2 separate regions of the Acanthopagrus latus genome follow, and region 2 is linked to region 1. The links are chromatin contacts, called in public Hi-C maps. All regions are on one chromosome and are shown on one strand. The core of a region is the stretch at or near the end of the contact, and the rest is flanking DNA. Distances in the headings are between cores, read along the strand shown. Region 1 holds the start of sox4b (transcription factor SOX-4b). Region 2 holds the start of cdkal1 (threonylcarbamoyladenosine tRNA methylthiotransferase).

The links. Hi-C and Micro-C count contacts between places; a contact is called where the count stands out from the background.
Region 2: a Hi-C map of liver shows a contact between it and region 1, with 2.7 times the contacts expected there. The contact joins the promoter of cdkal1 here to the promoter of sox4b in region 1. A contact is called at or near these places in 3 of 4 Hi-C or Micro-C datasets (liver and muscle).

Annotation. Positions count from the first base shown.
Region 1 is chr17:12,901,254-12,904,774 of fAcaLat1.1, forward strand. It overlaps sox4b (transcription factor SOX-4b), which reads right to left and starts at 1,509. Exons shown (of 1, transcript XM_037075629.1): 1 at 1-1,509. The coding sequence starts at 1,124.
Region 2 is chr17:13,219,855-13,223,375 of fAcaLat1.1, forward strand. It overlaps cdkal1 (threonylcarbamoyladenosine tRNA methylthiotransferase), which reads right to left and starts at 1,646. Exons shown (of 15, transcript XM_037074091.1): 1 at 1,456-1,646. LOC119005886 (transcription factor E2F3-like) reads right to left here. Exons shown (of 11, transcript XM_037073963.1): 11 at 2,868-3,521.

The DNA.
Region 1 (3,521 bases), core at 259-2,758:
AAGTTCAAATCCAAGTCCCTGTCTAGCACCGAGGAGCCGAAGCTCCCCAGTGACATGCTGTCGAAGCTGGGGCTCGGGTTGATGTCGAGCAAGTCGTCCTCGAACTCTTCGTCCTCCGAGGAAGAGGAGGAGGACGAGTGGGACGAGGCGGAGGAGTGGGAGCCGGAGGGGGTCGGGGAGGAAGCCCGCCGACTGCTGTATGTGTGCCCGCCGTGGCGCGCCGAGGACCCGGCCGGGCTGCTGCTGCTGCCGGGGGAGTCTGCGCCGTCCTCCCTGCCGCTGGCCGCGTCATCGTACAGGCTGAGCGGGTCGCTGGAGTCCGCCGAGCTGCTGAGCGTCGGGCTGGCCGGGACCACGACGGAGGACGCGGGGCTGACGCTCAAGTTGGCCCCGCTGCTCCCGAAGACGTACACCCGCTTGGGCTTCTTGCCATCCGGTATCTGCTTGGCCGCTGAAGAGACGGACTTCGACTTGTAGAGGGAGGTGTGGTGGTGCTCTGACGGGTGCTCAGAGGCAAACGGTGATGCTTTGGTGCTACTGCTGCTGCTCCCGAAAAGTGATTTGTGGGGTCTGCTGCTGCTGGGTGATTTGGATCCACTCTTCCTCGAAGACGAGGACGTCTTAGTGCTGGTGTTGTTGGAGCTACCGCTGAGTTTCTCCGCCTTGTCCCCGCTGCCGGGCTTAGAGGCGCTCGATTTTACCTTCTTCCTCGGCCGGTACTTGTAGTCGGGGTAGTCCGCCATGTGCTTGAGCCTGAGCCGCTCCGCCTCTCTGATGAAGGGGATCTTGTCGCTGTCTCTGAGCAGCTTCCACCGCTTCCCCAGCCTCTTGGAGATCTCCGCGTTGTGCATGTCCGGGGACTGCTCCATGATCTTCCTCCTCTCGATCTGCGACCACACCATGAACGCGTTCATGGGTCTCTTGATGTGGCCGCTGGGAGTCTTACACCATGCCGGGTTCTCCCCGAGCTTGTCCCCGGCGGTGGAGGAAGCCGTGGAGCCAGGTGAGAGAGGCGAGGCGGCCGGGTCCAGGTCCATGCACGCCCCGGAGTCGGAGCTCGAGTCCCCGGCGAAAAAGGACAGCGCCTCGGCGGTGCTCTCCGTGTGGCTCATTTTCTGCACCATGCTGCCCGCTTACAGAGGGGGGGAGAGCGGTGTACTTGCTCTGTCTCTCTCCCTCTCTCTCTCCTTGGTCCTCCGATTCACTTTAAAGCAAACTCAGCTCTTTTTTCCTCCTCTCTCCCTCTTCGCAGTTGGGAGCCGAGTAAAAGAAAAAAAAAAAATAAACAGAGAAAAAGCGCAAGAAATAGTCACTCCTGAGATGTGCGGCAAAGTCTCGTAACAGTTCAGTCCAGTGTAGCCTTAAGAAGGCTAGTAGTTTAAAAAAAAAAAAAAAAGTTTAATTTCCAGTTTCTGTAGGTGTTGAAACAGCTCAGACAGCACAGCCCACTCTCCACTCAGTACCCTGCTATCTCTCTCTGTGTGTCTCTTCCTTCTGTGTTAGGAAATCAATTCAGCCGTGTGGTGACTGAACACAGTCTATGCAGCTGCAGAGCGCAGACTGAGTGCCACACTGAGCACCCGGCCACTCACAAAGGGCTCCCAAGTACAGTGTGTCAGGTAAGTGCTTTTCTCTGCATCAGCCCTGTCCTCTCTCCTAGAAACAAAAGCCATGCATGCTGGGGAAGGAGAGGGGGAAAAAATAGAAAAAAAAAAAAACCTAGAGCGAGTTACACTGTGCGCCCTTCCATCGGCAGACCTGCAGTCGAGTTTCAAGCAGCCCTCCAGACCCGGCCCCCCTTGCTTGCATTTATTCCTTCTCGGAGATACAACGGCGATAAAAATCCACCAATGGCGCGCTGTCGCTACCCTGCCTCTGTGCCAGACTCACGCCCCCTCGCTGCTGATTGGCCGAAAATCGAATCTAATAATAATCAGCGCGTGCAATGAGGAGCCTCGTGTCTGACCTCATTCCAGAATACAACAAGAAACTTCAATTTTTTTTAAAGAGACACTGGCTTATGTTATGGGACCCCCTTTTTTCTCCTCGCTCACCACCGGCCCATGTGTGTGCCATTAACATATAACCATATAGGAAGCGCAGCGCACTTTACCATATGGAAACTTTAAACAGTGAGTACAGTTTGTACCAGTTGCCCGGGTAATAGTGAGTAGCCCCCCCCATGCAGACTGTGTTAGTGAATGGTGAGCACCTTTATTACTGAACACAGAGCCAGGACACTTGGCAGCGCAGTGCAGCTCACGTAGTTACGCGTTACCTAATGTTTACAGTGTAGTGTTTTATTTAAAAAAGTGACCGCTTATAGAAAAAAGGGGGAGACCTTTTACTAATTGATATAAGTGTTAACTGTCCTTAATTGGCGGCTTGTTTGCCCACAGGTGGTCGCTGACCGAGGTCTTAAATCATCCGGCACGTCGTTAAACAAGACCACGCTCAACAGTTGCGCGCTTCACAAACAGGGAAATGTCTCTTGGACACATCATGATCGTTAAGCTGGTGTGAGAAAAGACTCCAAGCCAAGCTGTATATGCTCCACGCTTTCACCTCTCTCTCCTTGTCTCTCTCTCTTCCTCTCTCTCTCTTCCTCTCTCTCTCTCCCTCTCTCTCCGAGGCGGGGTTGGGCGGTCTTTTGTCACATAACACACATCGAACCAGCCCCTCTCCTGCACACACCAGACGGGGAAAGAGCGTGGAAGGCAAAGAAGCAGGCGGGCGATGTGTGCAAACTGCCTGTGCGAGCACACATACCCGCACACCTTGCCCTAAACTGACACCGAGGTGCAGTTTCTTTTCCGGTGTAAGGACACAAACAGGAGCGAGCGACAGAAAAAACTGAATAAATAAAAACGCATGGCACCGCGCTTTTTACGCAGACGGTATCCCTTTTACGCGCGGAGGAAACTATATCTAGATCACAACAAAACAAGATAATAGTTGTGTATGAAATAACCGATGACCATAATTAACCACAGTATCGCCTGCTATATAAAAAATGAGTGATTTTTCGCTCTTATAAAGGCACAGTAAAATCGTAAGGGGGTCTTTACACTATTCTAATAATTTCGAAATCTTACATGCTTTTCTGTTTTGTTTTTTGCTTTTGCCAATAGTAAAACATTATCCAGCAGACATCAATCGTTACCATCTTTACTTTCCTCCGCTTTCCCCCGCAAAACAACGAGCAGTTTATTTACACTTTTACATCAGCGCGGAGTCAAAAAAACCCAAAACAAAACACATGAGTAGGAATAAGGAGGGATGGAAGCAGAACTACAGTGGGTACAGTCGACAGTGCGGTGTCGGATGGTCGCTAGATGGCGTCGCAGCGCCAGAGAGGACTCATCTCGGCTGTGTTGCAGAATTTAGGGAGGGTAACACAGATCAGACCAAGCATTCAGAGCAGTTACCAGGGGTGAATTACATAATGTCTCTGTGCGATAGGGAGGCATCCAAGCGATGCCGCTGTGCAGTGTGTGTGTGTGTGTGTGTGTGTGTGTGTG
Region 2 (3,521 bases), core at 396-2,895, 320 kb after region 1:
ATTGATTTAGTACTGACTGTTTACTGTTACGTTAGATGGGACACAAGTGACCCTACTTGCTGGTGACAATGTATCTACTTACAGCTAAAAGCCTGATACCTCAAAATATTTATAATGCTGTGTTTGCATAAATGTCTGGATTTAGATTTATTTGGTGAATGCAGTTTATTGTGGTGATGGCAGAATATTTTCCTAAGTGAGGACCTTCACATGACACTTTCATTGTCATTCTGTTTTTCTTTTCTTGACTTTTTTTTTCCCTAATTGCCTTGTGTGGTCTGACCTCTTCCAGGTCACCACAGCAGATGTGAGTCTGTGTGACACCCCTTAATTTATATCATTTACTTGTATAAGATATTCTGTCAATGAAATTTGGAGTTCTTCCTGAGGTTCTACCATCTTTTCCCAACTGTTGAGAGGGTTTTCTTTTCAATATGGCAATCGAGGATGTAAGGCCCACTGGGGCAATGTGACTGTGATTTTAGGCTACATAAATAAAACTGATTTGATTAAACTTTTTTTTTTTTTTTTGAACGCTGTGTTTTTAAATTGCCTGCACAGTCAATGAATATGACATGGTTATGCTGCTTAGATTAAAGCACCTGTGTCCATTGTCACACTTGAGATAATTAGATCTTCCATATGTGGAGAAATCCTTCCTTCTTACCAACAGATTTTGGTTAAGAAGTTTTTACACCGTCTCCATTCAGTTAGTGTTTTTTCATTCTTCTAGATTCCACTGCTCTCTCAGAAGTGTAACGCAGATTTCATTATTCAACCGGATTTACCTCTCACTGAAAAATACCACAGGAAAAAAAAGGCTAGTAAGACTAATGAGTTCCAGTGAAAGAAAAACTTGAGTGGAGGCAAGAGACAGTCATGTCAACCGGCAACCAAGCTGCTTAGACGTTTACCCTAAAACGTTTATATGCATTCGAAAAGTTTGCTAGACTTAAGTTAACATACTAAGTTTGCCGTATGAACCTTATATAAGAATCTGTCTCACTTATTAAGATGGCGCGAACTCATAAGAGCTTAATGCCGTTGCTGTTGTTGACAGTAACACTACATTAAAAAGTGATGTCAGCCGTTAGCGCTCGGTAATTAATGTTACGGGTAACACCTGCGTAACTGCGTATTTAACCGTTGAATAAATTTGCTTAATTTAACAGAGTTATGTTAAAGATACATTAACCTACAATACCTCACCATTCTAATATGTTCACCTTTAATCTAACCGAAAATGAAGCTAGGTGTCAAGCATTCCCTTTGACTGACACAAACGATAAAGGCATGTGCAAATGATTGATCTGACATACGTTGCAACCTGTGTTTTATTGGGTAACATAGAGAACCTAGCTATTAGCTTCGCTAGCCTCATTAGCTAACTCTATTACCCACGTGTCGTTTGTATTGGACAGGCAGACACGTCAAGGTAATGTATAAATCCCTTACCTGAGTCGCAGTGGGGTTATTAGTTCGGACAACTGCGAATTCCGAGGAAAGGGTGTTGTAGAAATGTTAAAAAAAAATTCTTCACACCATCAAAACACACACAGCACAACTCTCAATCCGCCATAATTGTGCGTACATACGGTAGGCGAAGAGGGACAAACGAGACTCGCGTGCTCTACACGTCAGGGGAGCGAGTAATGCATCGTTTAACCCCATTTGGACACATTATGATCGACAATATCTGAATAATTCAAAATACAGGCTTGTTTTCTCCTGCTCAATGTTCTTATCTTTCAGCAACAATGGCAACCAATGTGTTAATTTCCTGGTACAGTTTCCCTGTACTGTACTTATTTCCACGGTAGTTCAAAATCACAACCCTTAAATACATCAGAAGCAAACATGTTCATATTTATATTGCCTTTATTCAAATTTTCAATTACAAACACCCAGAGTACAAAAACAAATCCATTTATCCCCCCCCCACCCCCCTTCCCCCAACAAATACATGTCAAATTCCTCATTTAACAGATGTTAAAGAAACTCGTGTAACTGAGCACACATCAAAAATCATCACATTAGTTTACCTTAAACATTCAACAGCACACTGATACTTTCACCCATGCGTTCAAATTGCAAAAAAAAAAAAGTAATGTGATATTACAGCTCTTTTTTTCTGTCATTAGTGGAAACAGGCAGCAATATCATACTTTTACAGTCAATTCTTCCTATCAAATAGTCGGTTTTTTTTTTTTTTTTTACATACCTTTACAGAATATTTATGGATCAGTATATTGTATTTGGTAACAGCTGAAGAATAACCATAAGAAAATAGCAGGAAAAACAGTGCTGTTTCAATTTTGACTATAGTTAACACCACATTTAGCCTAATGACAACTTTCTGTAAGGTCTAATCACACATGAAGGAGCTGTAATTTTAAGAGTCACCCATAATACATTTTCAGACTCACTGGCAATGACACTAGCTTTTGTTGCGGTGCATTAAAATCACATTCCATTAGAAACCTTGGAAATGTACAATCTTTCCAAAAAATCATGTGAGCATTATGTAAAAGCGGATAAAATTTTGTGACCAGATTCTGGTCGCTTGAAATAGATGGAGGAAAATATAATTATCCATGTAAATGGTCTAAGAAAATAGCACAGCTGTAGGTAACGAACCAAATGGGAAAAAATATTGAGCTCGACTTTCCATAAATACATACAAAATACTGTGGAATAAATAGGTCTGTAGGGGAATTGTGTTCTGCATATCCTGGTGAGATTCTGATTCAGTGGTGTACAGATAGCAACGTCTCCTAATGACCAGTAAAGGGAAGATAGGCTTACTGTGAATGACTTACTATGCATGCATTGTTAAATGTGTGCTACTTTTTAGATCGAAGAGATACTCGGCATTTAACAAAAAAAAAAAAAAAAAAATGAAAAGAAACTAAATAACTTATGGAAAATATCAAAACAAAAGAAAAATATTGCAATTATTTGTCCACTTTTCTATCCATCAAATGTGCACCCACTTTTCAAATTCAAGATGCATGAGACTGGTTTAAGAGCAAAGGCATACTCATTAATGTTTCAGGGCATGAGGGGAATCCAGCACACATCAAAAAAGAAAAAGTGCGATGTAAGATCCAACATCACAACGAAATAATACGAGAGTAATTTCTATGACAAAAGGGAACTTCAAAGACTCATACACACTATGGCATTTACCTCTATGCCCCTATGACTATTGTCCAACATTAAGTGGGAGGTAGCCTACAGTACCTTGTGCACTGAAAAAATTAGAAAACTGTACATCAATTTACACATGGCAGGCTTACTCTTTAGCAAGCTTCATCTTTGACATAACTCACACATGCTGCACACGCAATTACTCCAAGCGCACATCAGGTCGGGGGGGGGAAGTTAACACTAACAGCAGCAATATTACCTGCAGCCGCAGGTTCCTCTTGTTTACAAGCCCAGGTTTCAGACACAATAGTTGCTTTTCATTATCATCAGGGATGTAAATCAAACAGAAGAAGCTATGAATTGAGCAAAGC